Linked DNA regions of Capsicum annuum: region 1 is linked to region 2. The links are chromatin contacts, called in public Hi-C maps. All regions are on one chromosome and are shown on one strand. The core of a region is the stretch at or near the end of the contact, and the rest is flanking DNA. Distances in the headings are between cores, read along the strand shown. Region 1 holds the start of LOC107845490 (putative casein kinase II subunit beta-4). Region 2 holds the start of LOC107845499 (ELMO domain-containing protein A).

Region 1 (6,831 bases), core at 3,203-5,702, 460 kb after region 2:
AACTTCCACTTATATATAATAGTAAGTAAAATGGTTACACATGCAAATGATTTTTTTTCTTATATTTATTAGTTTTATCATTATTTTTATGGTGCAATAAAATGGTTACACATGCATTTGATTTTTTCTTATATTTATTGGTTTTGTCCTCATGTATTATTTTAATAATATTTTCATTAGACCTTTGTAATTGAATTATACATGATAGTATTTTTTTTATAAATATTTTTTTGTTCCTTATTAAATGTCTACACTGAATGTATATATTATGTTAACATCGGTTTATTGTATTACATTTCTTTTATTTTACTCTTATACTAAACAATTAAAACAAGTAAGAAATAATCTTCTCCAAAATTGAATCTCTTTTGCACATTAGTGTTGCCAAAATGCCCGTGCCTTACACGAGTACGGGTATCTAGTACTTTGGATATGTATTTACCTTTGTTGTCAATCCTTTGGGTTGTATATGCTTTTTATGCAAATCGTGGGACAAATGACATCATCCTAGGCATTACTCAATTTTTATTTATTATTTGAAATAAAAATAATCCACCCAACTATTCATTACCCAAACCCAAATAAAATTCAAAATTTAAAATCCAATTTTAACCTCGAATCTGAAAACCCGATTCAAGAGGTAGCAGTAAAACGATTAAGAAACCTCTTCATCGTTATTTTTCTTCTACCTTACTTTAAACCCTAAAATTTTCTCTTTCTATCAAGCTCTAAATTTCAGTTCTTAACACCAAATCTGATTTAATTTCCTACTCTTTTTTTTTTTAATTTCATAAATTAGACATTATATCATGTTCAAAATTAGCTATGATTCTATTATTAATTTGGCGAGGACTTGTTTGTGGTGAAATTGCTCGTTGTTTTACTTTAAGGACTCTATACAAACCAAAATATTCATGACAAGGGTATATACATACTCAAAGCAAAACGACTGTGTATGCCTACTATTTATAATAATTCAGGGTATATTTATTCCTTTTCTATTTTATAAATAAAATTATTTTTCTTAAATTTAAGGAAAAGAAAGATATTTTAAAAACATTCTCCAAAAATATTTAGTAGGTGTTTGGCTATGAAAACAAATAAATTTGGAGTTGAAGTTGTGTTTAACCATATTTTTTTTTAAAAGATTTTTTTAAATTTTTGAAAAGACTTTTTAAAATATAAAAGTGAAGCAAGAAAAAATGAAAATAGATTGAGACTTGTTTTCACTTTTTTCAGATACAATCTTAAATTGTATTTAAAGTTTTTATGATCAAGCATTTTTTTGAATAAAATATTCTTTTTTAAATATTTTTCATGGGCAAAGGAAGGCTTTAGTACCTGTTTGTGATTTCTTATTTTCCAAAATAAGCACTTATTTTGAAAAAAATTTCTTTTTTAAAAAAGAGGGGTGTTTGATAAACTTACAGAAAGTTTCTGCTTTAAACAAAAAGCAGAAGTAAAAGCAGAAAATAATTTTTATATGACAAAAATATTCCTAGCGCACGCGCACACACACATACATATATATACATATGTTTCTTATTAATTAACATATCTTACAAGTTTAATTGACGTTTGATTTTTAAAATTCTACATTTCATATTTATGTCATAATTCTTTATGATTTATATATTGTTATTTTATTTTCACTCATTTTCTTTAAATAAATTTAAAAATATCATTGATTATGATGACAAAGTCAAATTGAAGAATAAATGGGATAATCTTAAAACCACTTGGAAAGAATGAGACGCTTTAGTTGGAAAGGAAACTAATTTAGGATGAGGTAGCGAGAAGAAAACTATTCAAGCGAGTGTCGAATGGTGGGATGGAAAAATAAAGGTACTTCTAATCTTATTACATATTATTCACTTAAACTTGATAAGTTATTATGTTTTTTTTGATCACTAAGAACATATCTTATTTCTTCTCATTATTGTAAGAAAATCCAGATGTAAGAGAAATTTAAAGAAAAAGGCTTACAATATCTAACTCAAATGAAGATATGTTTTAAGGATGTTGTTGCTACTGGAGAACATGCGTGGGCACCATCATCTGGAGTTTTATCAAATGGTATACAAGAGAGTAGGTGGTTTTAATCTGAGCAACTATTTGAGTTTGACACTCTAATAAATAATGAAGAATTTGTAATTATTGATAGTTTAGAAGAATTAATTGAAGTTAAAAAAAAATAATAATAGTGAGAGTGATACTAGAAGAAAAAGAAAGGTTTCAACAGAAACGAAAAAAAACTAATCCTAGTCAGAAATTTAGTTCATCAATAGAGAGAATTGCTGACGCCATTGAATTATGCACTTCAACGGAGTCGAGAGAAACTTTTCTTAGTATTAAGAGTGTAATGACTATAGTTCACAATTTGTCTAATATGACTGTTGGTAGTGATTTATGGTGGAAAACGAGTGATTTACTTGTCAAATAATCAATGAGTGAAATGTTCTTAGCACAAGAAGATGCAGAATTGCAATTGCAATGGCTGGAAAGGAAGACCATGCTTCATACAGATTAGATTTATGATGTTATTTATTATAATTTGCTTTTGAAACATATGATTTTTTTTAATTGAGCTTATTTTAGCTATAAAGTTTTTAGATTTGAATAATTTACGTAATTATTGTCAATCTTACGTAGCTATGAGCAATAAATAAATTGTCAATCTCACGTAATTAAATTTAATAATATTTATTTATTTATTTACAGATATTCCATTGGCTAGGAAAAATTGTGATACGACTGATGATGTGTTTGATGAAGAAGTTTTAATTAAAAATAATCATAATTTTTATATTCATTTTTGTTTGATGTTTTTAAGTAATATTTAAATTATTTAAGTAATATATCACTATTTAATATTTTTTTGATGTATTTATGTATATAATTATTGATTAAAAATTATAGAGTACATACTTTTTAATTAAATAAAAAAATTAATTAAAAATATTATAATAAATATTTAAAATAAATTTTCTCTATAAATTGATTTTAGTAATAAAGGTCTATTGATGCATGTTCTTTTTGGCTATTTGTCTTAAAAAAAAATATTTCTTGAAAAAGATTATCCAAAAATAATTTGTTTATCAAAAATACGTTTCAAATGAATTTATTAAACACAAATTATTATTTTTTAAAAGCACTTTTCTAAAAAATTATTTTACAAAAGTGCTTGTCAAATAAACAGTTTTGTAACAGCAATCCTAAGTAGGGGGTGTTAATGGGTTGGTTTGGATCGGATAGTGGTTAAAATTATAACCAAAACCAATTTAGTCGGTTTTTGAATTTCTAAAACTAAACCAAACCACAAAAAGAAAATAACTGTTTTGATTTGGTTTGTCGGTTTTTTGGGTTATTGACTAGCCTACTCCAACCATCTCTAGAATAAACTTCTTTTTTTAACCCATAGAAAAAAGTATCGCATTGAATAATTTCTCATAAAATATTTGTACAGTAATGGACAAATGATGCTATAAACACTTAAAAATCAGAACAAACACATTAAACAAAACCAAAATTGAGATGAAAAGCATCAGCTTTGTATTGTTGGCACTAAGATTATCCAACAACATATAAACACATACATGTACATTGTAAAACAGAGCTTTATATTCTATTGCAGTGCACTGTAAGAAGAGATAGAGTTGGGCAAATTTGAGTTATCTATTTACTTTAAAAATTAGCTAGGTGAGCTAATCATATAAGGAAAAATTGAATAGATAAGGAGACATAAAACTATCATTTGAACCAGGGACCATGGTAACTCGTATTATGAAAGCTGAAGAAAAAGTGATGTAGGAGCCATAGGATTAACTTATCAGTAATAATAAGTAGAGTTGGGCTTGGGTTTGGGTTTGGGGTTTTGGGCAATTGGGTTAAAGTATTGGTTGGGCTAGACATAGATTAAAATTTAGTTTTAAATTAAATTTAATAAAATATTTATATTTTAATTATAAATTATATATAAATAATTATAATATATATATATATATATATATATATATATATATAATTTATCGGTTCAGTTTGGTTATTTTTACATTTCTTTTAAGTAAAACCATAACCAAACCGATTTTTTTAAATTTAAAACCAAACCAAACTTCAGTTTTTAATCGGTTTAGTTCGATTTACGGTTCGATTTGCTTTTTAACCAAACCCATGAACACCCCTACCTAAGCATGATAAATGAAAATAGAATTTTCAAAAAATATTACTTTCCCTATTTAAAAAAGAATGATCTACTTTTCTTTTAATTTATTTAAAAAAGAATGATTTCTTTTTATTTTTTTAATAATACTTTAATTTTAACTTTTTATATGCCATATTTAAGATCATAAGATTAAAAGATATTTTAATATATTTGATACAATTTTAATTTAAAGTTATAATATTTAAAACTCTTTCTTGTTTTGTTAAATTTTGTGCAAGTCCAAGTAGGTTAAATTTTAAAAGAAAAAAAAACAGAGGAAGTACTTCCTTCCTACCAAACACACCCGAAGAGAGAGAAAAGAGAACTCGAGGAGCTCTCGTGTCCTTTCTCTTTCCCCCTCGAATGTAGACGAAACCCTAGTTATCTCCGTCTCTCCAACTCACAGTCTGCACGCGCACACAAAGCTTGTCCTTGTTCTTCTCTCCATATTTAGGGTTTCTGTTCGATCTCTCTTTCCATTTCCCGGATCTTCGACACTTTCGGCTGTCTTTTGTAATCGACCTATAGAAATAGAGAAGGAAAAGAAATGTATAGAGATCGAGGTGGTGGGGTTTCTTCTGGAGCATTGGATCGGAAGCGAATCAACGATGCATTAGATAAGCAGTTGGAAAAGTCTTCAGCGTCTACAACGAGAGCGTTGAAGGACAAAGCTGTTCCCTCCACCTCTGCTGCTAAATTGCATCAGCGTCATCATAATCATCATATGGACACTCTCTCTTCCTCTACTCTCACCACAAAAAACAAGTGCTCCGATGGTTAGGATCATTTTTTTTTCTCTTAAGTAAAAGTGCCCCCCTTTTTTCCCTTACTTCTACAACCAATTTATTTTTTCATGTTTCTGAGTGCATTAATTTTTCGCATATATTGGAAAAAACCAGGTGAATTAACTGGTTAATCATTCGCTTCCTTCTTCTATCTCTGATCCTTAGTTGGAGATGATGATATGGTTCTATCATTTTTGTATTTGTGGTGGCGGTGCAGGTTTCTTGGAGATCCAATTGACTATCTTTTTCTTTACTAAATTATATATGGAAATTGGTTATTAAACTCTCTAAATTGCATATGTATCTGCATGGATATGTAAAGGAGCTCCTTTAGCACTTATCAGCAGGGTCTTGAATGGATCTATGTTCCTTAATTAGGGGTTTATATCCTGATAAAATGCGTTTAACTTGGCTTCAAGTAACAGATTATTTTTTTCTTCAGAAAGCATGTAGAATGTGGTCACGCTTACGTTACCTTATCAAAAAAAAAAACGTAGAACGTGATCAGGAAAAAGTTCTGTCATGTGTCAAAGTGGTAACATGGCTGGAAAGCTGTTGCTGGAATGTTGTGTATATTGTTTGTATTTCTAGATTCTCAAAATATTTAACTTAAGATCATCTATGGTTTTAGACGCGTGATGCATGGGTTAGGTGCACATCATGGATTCAAACATTAGACAAAAAGCCTGGTTTTTAAGTGGAGAAGGGTAGAGTGGCGGGTTCATTATTCGCAGTTTCAAACCGTGTGCCATTGTCTTTCGGGGATCACTTGGTTATAAAAAGATTATATAGGGTTTCACAAAATATCCTGGTATAAGCATGACACATTGTTGGTCGTGGCTTACGAGTTACAACTGTAGGTTTTATTTGCAATTGCTTTTATTGGTGGGAATGTTGTATCTGCTTATTTGGGCTTCCGAGGAGGTGGATTTATTGGAGATGGTTCTACTGATGAGTACTCAGCTGCAACATCTAATAATTATGGTTTCAGGTGGTGGGGTAATCAGGTTATAACTGATGCATTAGTTTGGTAGCTCACAGCCATTGAAACCAAGAGTTTTATCAATTTCTTTCTACTTACTACCTACAGCTACTTGGATAGCTAATTCATGTTTCCACTCTATTTTCACTACTCTTTTGACATCAACGTTGAATTTTTATTACTGGTATCTTCCAGTGATTTATTTCTGATAGTTAGTATTTTACTCATAGATACTGGAAAACCTACGCAAGTTCCCGCTATAATCTTGTTACTCCTTTTAGGAAAAGTCAGAACATGTTTTTGCTGTATATTTATTACTCTAATGACACCAGCCATTAAATACAATGACTGCATTTAGTTTGCCCATGCTTTTGTTTTCTTGATGCCAACTTTCTTACTTGCATGTCAAACATGGTATGATCAAATGCCCATGGTTGTGTACTTTGCAGAGGAATCTGAATCAGACAGTGAAGAGTCTGATGTTAGTGGTTCCGATGGAGATGACACATCATGGATTTCTTGGTTTTGTAACCTGCGTGGGAATGAGTTCTTCTGTGAGGTTGATGATGACTACATTCAAGATGATTTTAACCTCTGTGGATTGAGTGGTCAAGTTCCATACTATGACTATGCACTTGACCTAATCCTTGATGTTGAATCCTCTCATGGTAAGTATAGTTGCTTCTTTAGATTTTCTGATGAATTGCAAGATAACTATTTTGGCTGTCTTTTCTGTTGAATGATATAAGTTGTTGGTCTTTTGTAGGTAAAACATGGTTTTCTTTTTCTTTTCCTTGTTGACTCTTCCATGTGGAGCTTTTTTTTTGTTTTTATACAAATTAATACAATGTTAATTTTGGTGA
Region 2 (7,285 bases), core at 1,435-3,934:
ATATAATCGTGCCTTGAACATATCAAATGATAATAACTTATGACATCTTTCAAGATATTGCTACTTTAAAAATAAAATTGAGGCATACGTATAATGTTGTGAATTTTTCTCTTATTTTTCATTGTGACCATAACAAGCCTATAAAACTATTATCACTTTTAATGGTCGATTACTCATTATCACTTTTAACTTCTCATGGCTATCAAATCTATTTACAACGAAAATCATATATACAAAATCATTTTTTATGATTACGGTATGTTTCTCATGAATTCTACAATTAAAGTTAAGGAATGCTCTGTAGGAGCAAATTGCACGATACGCTATCATATGCTATATATATAAAAACAAAATTGATATGAGATAACAAGTCTGTAGTTTAACAATATCTATCAACAAATCTAATATCGATGTTGCTCAATTTCACTTTTAAAAAATTCTTTAAAGGTGCTTTTGAAAGTGTTGATCTTATTTTAAAATTAAGCAGTTACGTGTTTGAGTAAAAGTGCTGAAACTGAAAAAAAAATTATTGATGTGTTTGGTAAATAAGTGCTTTTAAGAACTTTTTTTGGTCAAAATATTTGAAATACCCTTATAACTGTTAATAATATATAGAGTTGATTATTATTAACTTTTATTGCTAAAATGATTCAAATTAAAATTAGTATATATTTTAATGCATATATATATATATGTATGTATGTATGTATGTATATTTGAGAGCAAAATGAATATGTTGGGTAGTGAAAGAAAATTAGGGCTACAAAAGGGTATATTCGAAATAAGGGACAATTACAAGGGACATATATGTCATTTGCTTGATCAACTTAAATTGGCCCCCCCCCCCCCCCCCCCTCTCCCCCCCCCAAAAGAAAAAGTAAGAGAAAGGTTATTTTTTACTTTTGGCTTTTAAAAAGTCAAAATTGACTTTTTTTAAGCAATTTTAAGAATTATCAAACATTTTCAAAAGCAAAAAATGGCTTAAAAGCCATTTTTGACAAAAAAAAATAAGCTTACCCAAACACCCTCTTAGAGCCATGGTTCAAAGTTCGACTGTAGAACTTACTAGAAAAAATTGCTTCTATCTTTAATAATACTTTAAAAATATTTATTTGAAACGGTAAAGTACTGAACGTGTTATAAAATAATAAAATAAATACAAAAATAATAAGAAATATAAGAGACTTCTTTTTTTTTTTCTTGAGGAATGAGGGATAATTTCCAAAGAACATTCTATTTTGTTGAAAAATTCTTTGTAATTTCTGTCCAAAATATAAATATTCTATGATAGATACTTATTACATCTTAATAAATATACATTTATTATACATCGTAATAGACATTCATAATAAAATAAATACATTTATTATATTATTATTCTTTTAGCTTAATTTTACGATAATCTACTCCCTCCATTTCATTTTAGTTTGTCCTCTTTTTAAAAATATTTGTTTCAATTTAGTTGTTCCATTGATGAAATCAAGAGGATTTTAATATGTTCTATTCATGATAAAATAAATACATTTATTATATTATTATTCTTTTAGCTTAATTTTACGATCATCTACTCCCTCCGTTTCATTTTAGTTGGCCCTCTTTTTTAAAATATTTGTTTCATTTTAGTTGTCCCATTGATGAAATCAATAGAATTTTAATATGTTCTTCCAATAATACCTTTTACAATTAAATGACTAAGCAAGTTGTATATATTCAAATTTATATTTTCAAAGCATAATTATTAACACTAATTTGGTAAAATAGGATCCTAATAAATACTTTTCTTAATGAGTGTACCAAATTTATAGGGCCAACTAATATGAAACAGAGGGAATATAATTCAGGGAAAAGGACATGGGCTGACCTTTCTAAAAAAAAATTGCCACAATTTGAAAAGATGGACAAATATAGCCAGTCGACTATTTTTAATTCCCTTTTTTGGCCATTTAACCCAATTGGGCATATGCAGTCTCTATACTCAATTGATACACTTTTATACTATATTGATACACCTTTTAAAAAAGAGAAAGGAAATTCTATGCAAGCACATGTAGTCCCTGTACCCAATTGATACTCTTTTATACCACATTAATACACTTTTATACTACGTTAATACACTTGCAGTATCCATATACTCAATTGATACTCTCTTATATTAGATTGATACATTTTTAGAATGCATGTAGAAACTATATAGAGTCGTATAAAAAATGTATCTAAATAATAATTGTAGTTAAAAATTGTATAGAATGTGTATAAAAATAATATAATTATTATATAGAATATGTATATGCATAGAAACTGTATTATTATTATTATTATTATTATATATAAATATATATTTTTAACAATTGTATTTTATTAAAAGTATATGATATTGTATTTTATTGTATAAATAAGTAAAACTAAACAAAACAATTAGTATGTCATTTTAATAATGTTGGTGAATACAAAATAATATGGAAGAAATTTAAATAGTAATTGACTTGTCTTGTTGTTAAGTTTGTGGTGTAACGACTTTTTTATTCAAATAATATGGGTATCTATTACAATTAGCATTACTAATGATGCCCACTTTCCACACACGCCAAATAGCTATTCGGTTGGAATTATTTTCCCAAGTGACTATTTATCGAAGTTTAGAATTTAAGTGTTAATTTTATAGAATTATTTTAATTTTAATTGTTAGTTTTTTCATTCCCTTCTAATTTATGACAACTCCTTACATCACCCTCGATCCCCCACCCTCTGGCAACTTGGCTGCCTCTACTCCAACGTCACATTTTCCGTGATCTTCTACTTTCCATTTTCTATGATTGATGATCAGAAAAAAAATCCAGAAACGAAAATTTCGTATCAAGAATCTCTCATAATTGAGAGACACAACTCGTAATATAGACACACAATAACTATATCTCCTAGCTGGTCATAAATACTTTTAACAACTTTCCTTCCATGGCTTTGTTGTTCATGTAGCAGATCTTGCGGCGTCAATAAAGAAACCTTCCATTTTCTTGATCCCAATTTTCCACATTTTGGTTCAATTCCATAAAAGGAAGTCTTCATTGGCTTACAAGTTACAAGGACTTATTCCTAAAAATCATCACAAACCTCCCTTATTTTGTGTCGGTAGATTTTTAGTGTTAGCATTCAATTTTTAGTTCAATTTAATTTTGTTTAAATTGGTAAAATGGAGGATAGCGGAGAATCTTTCGTGGCAGTGAGGAGGATGTCGCAAGGATTCGATAGAGGAAATAGTACTTGCCATTCTACTTCTGGTATATCCCCTTTTTTAGTATCTTTTTTCTCTCTCTTTATAGTCGTTCAATAACCGCAAACATATGCTCTTTTTTGATAACTCTATTCCTTATTATTGCTTTCTTTATCTGAGTTTCTATCTGTGGATTTAAATTAGGTTTAGTCAGGCCTAGTTGCACTGAGTTTTCTGGTGAGTTTGCATCCAATTTCAGCAAATTTTCTTTTGTGCCCTAGCTTTTTCATGACTGTTTTCTTTTATATTTAGTTTAGTAACAAATATGCATGTATATATTTTGGTAATGGATTGATTTATTTATGTAATTGAGTTATTTGTTCAGGAAAATTGTGGAATGGCAGTGTTTAAATATCTAGAGCATCAATATGCCTATAGAGCAGTCTATTTGATTGTCGAAGGACGACAAGAAACTTTAACCATTGCCTATAGAGCAATCTATTTCATTGTTGTCGAAGGCCGACAAAAAACTTTAACCAGCATTATGTCGAAATTGTAATGCATGATTTGACAACTATTATTCTATAGTTCTAGTGTGTAGGTTAAATTGAATGTCGGCTGTTGGCCTTTCATATAAGGAAATATGTGAAGAGTAGCTTAAATGACTCCCAACTATCACACTGATAGTTTGAGAGTGAACAGAACACTAGAAATGAGTGGTTGAGAATGCCATTGATGTTATCTTTTGGGAGTGGTATGGGATGCATATGGATACGGGGTACCTATTAAATACCGTGATTACTTAACCAGACTGATCATCTGAGGTTTGCACTTTATCAGAAAGCAGGATTGTGTATTGAACTGCCCTATCAAATTCTCCTCTTTCTTTGACGAATTTACATTACATAATTGCATCTGATTTTAGCTTCCAAATGGGAATTGTTTTTTGATAGACAATTGGCAAAGGCAATTGGCTGGTAAAGTTGTGTGAACGTGGTTCTTGTTTTGGTAACTCCATGCCGGGAGATGTTTTTTTTCTTCTTGTTGTGTGTAAAGAAGGTTAGTTCATGAATGTTAAGACACTTGAATGGTATAAATGTTCAACATTCCCTGCGGCTTTTGTACAGCTGTAACTGCACTCTCTTGGTGCTTATTTCTCATGTTCAACCTGATCTAAACTATGACAAAGAAAAAAGTATACAGACGCTTCCACTTCTCAGTGACCAATTTTTGCAGTTGGGATTACTATCCAGCTGCGTAGTGTATCACATGATATTTGTTCTGTAACATTTGCGATCTTTTGTTTGGTACCCACTCGTGTACTAATTGAACCTTATCATAGTTGCTGAATTGATGCATTCATAGCACTTCGTCATTAGTTATGAAGCTTTGCTCATCGGATGTCTTCGCTATGTGTCTAGAAAGATACATGACTCCTAATCCCAGAAAAGGAAAATAAATAAATGAAGGATCGACTTCTCTTCGTAACAATAAAAAAAGGATGCATTTCTCTTCTTACGTCTTATCTTTTTTTGTTTTATCTCTATACATAATGAAGCATGTTGTTACTGACAACATGACCTCCCATTTAATTTAGATTATTATTTCCTTCTGTTACTGCAGAGGTCATGGCAGGATCAGCAGCATGGCTTGGCAGAGGCCTTTCATGCGTTTGTGCCCAGGGAAGCGATATTGATGCCCGTCCATCATTTGAACTGACACCAGCTCAGGTAATATTCTACTGCAGGCTATATGAAGTTTAAGCTCCTACAAGGTAAATTTCTAGGAGTGCAGAAAACACAATGCAGTATTAGGCTCTTTTGATCCTCTCTTACTAGAAGTTTGTATTCTGGATAGGATTTCTTTGTGGTACTGCCACTATGCTATACAGAATTTGTTTTCTGATTGTTTTATCCAAGATTTTACATTTTAAAGTTACGATGAATAAGGAATATGCTAGTGTTGCGAGTGGTAGTGAATTGTCGTGGTGAATAGTATTTGGTTTCTTAGTCATTTGGCTAATTGAGCTCATGTTGAGGTTAATATATTCTTTAACCCTCTTTTTAATTGTGCCAAGTCTCAGGCATGAATGTCTTATATCTAATTTTTCACGCTCTCCCCTTTTCTCCGCAATCCCTAGATAATTGGTTGATAGTTTTGATGAGATTGCCATTCCAGTTCCCCACTTATGTCAACTTATCCAGTTCTATTCTTAGAAAATATGTTATTAAGAATGTTAAGCTTCACAGCACTGTGATGAAGTATGGAGTGTCTTTGTCACATCGGCACTTATGGTGTTCTCTTCCACTTTGTTAATGTCAGGAGGAATGCTTGCAGAGACTACAATACCGTATAGATGTTGCATATGATAGTTCAGATCCTGAACACCGGGTATTCTCTATTTGAAAATGTCTTGGCCATGTCCTTATGGACTTAAGAACAAACATTTTAAAGGATTTTAACCATTCCATTAAGGTTGAATTTACATTCTCACTGTTCATCTCTCACTCTCTCTCGCTCTCTCTCTTTTACCAAAAGGAAGCTTTACGAGCATTGTGGAAAGCTGCCTTCCCTGTGGAAGAACTCCATGGTTTAATATCTGAGCAATGGAAGGAAATGGGTTGGCAAGGAAAGGATCCATCTACTGACTTTAGGTACATCAGCATCTCTCATTCCTTCCCCTCTCAAGGCATCCAAAAACAAGAAAGCACTGGTGGCTGCGCTTATCGATATTTTGCGTTCTTCTGCCCTTTCTGGTCCTTCCTCTGTTGGTTCACCACTGACATGTTTTGATTGGTTTCGATAGGGGTGCCGGATTCATATCACTGGAGAACTTGTTATATTTTGCGAGAAATTTCCCGGTACGTCCTCTTTCTGACTTCTCTTTATGGAGAGGTGACATAGTGACCTGTAAACCTTTTATGCCTATAATTAGAAGCTATTCTAAGCATTAACAAGTGCTATTTTTTGGTAATCATTGTTTCTTCTTAAACTGGTCTTAATGATTGTCTCCGAAATGGTGGTTGTTAGTCGGATGATGTGTTAATAAATTGATGCAATTGCCAAAGTATGATTCTATTTGATTCCTCAACTTTTAAAAACATATTTGTAGTTGGGAGGGTGTTGGTTGATGGGCATCTTAAAGGATGGTTCAAGTGTTCTGCAATTCCTTGCTATTGTCAAACAGAAAAGTTTAGCAGACACCCTTCTGTTTTCTTTGAGATACCATAGCATCTAATTTTTTTTTTAAAACTGGGTATGTGTTTCGATCAATAATTTTGTCTAAAGGTAATAGGAGTGACTTAAGAATAAACACGAGATAAATCAGGTAGATCTTTTGTTTCTTCCCAACTTTCTGGATAAATAGGTATATTGGTGTTGAAGGGAGCCTTGAAGATGCCTTGGAATCAACTACTGATCCTTGTGTCATCGCAGGTTGCCTATATCATGCCCCCTTGGGGTGAGGCCCTTCCCCAGACCTTGCAAGATACTTCATGTACCGAGTTGCCCTTTTTTACGTAGATTGTTGTAGATCTTGGTTGACAATGGAAAAGAGAAAATGTTTTACAAGTCACATCCTTATTTCAACTGACTTGTAAAATCAAACAAATTTGTTGGATAGACTGTAGAGTATGAAGCTGATAATTGACATGTTAGATCTATTTTGTTGCGCATTTTGGACCTATTTAGGCTGCAAAATCAACATAACTGTAAAAATCTATGCGGAACAAGTTCCAGATTAACATACCATTATAAAGAAAAAGTGTCTGTTCCAGCTAATTATTTGCCATATAGTGTTTAGGGAGAAGTGCAAAAAAGTGATAAGGGTCTACTTTGCTTAAACTGAGAAGCGAAGCACTTGCTTGTAATTTATTTAAAAATCTGAAAATATACCTTGCTGAGATAAATAAAATAACGAAATTAAAAAAACTCGCAAAAAGAATTCAAAAATATAAGCAAATGAAGTTGTAAAAACAGAGAAGAAAAAGAAAAGTTGAAGATTATCAATTTGAATAAATTAACAAACTAAATAATATTACCCCACAACATACCCAATGTAATCCCACAAAGTAGGGT

Evidence for each region. Hi-C and Micro-C count contacts between places; a contact is called where the count stands out from the background.
Region 1: a contact with region 2 is called in a Hi-C map of leaf, with 2.4 times the contacts expected there. The contact joins the promoter of LOC107845490 here to the promoter of LOC107845499 in region 2. A contact is called at or near these places in 2 of 5 Hi-C or Micro-C datasets (leaf and placenta).

The regions. Positions count from the first base shown.
Region 1 is chr10:46,225,750-46,232,580 of UCD10Xv1.1, forward strand. LOC107845490 (putative casein kinase II subunit beta-4) reads left to right here and starts at 4,453. Exons shown (of 5, transcript XM_016689842.2): 1 at 4,453-4,977; 2 at 6,418-6,636. The coding sequence starts at 4,749.
Region 2 is chr10:45,767,688-45,774,972 of UCD10Xv1.1, forward strand. It overlaps LOC107845499 (ELMO domain-containing protein A), which reads left to right and starts at 2,685. Exons shown (of 10, transcript XM_047397894.1): 1 at 2,685-3,275; 2 at 4,832-4,938; 3 at 5,531-5,599; 4 at 5,747-5,862; 5 at 6,015-6,069. The coding sequence starts at 3,188.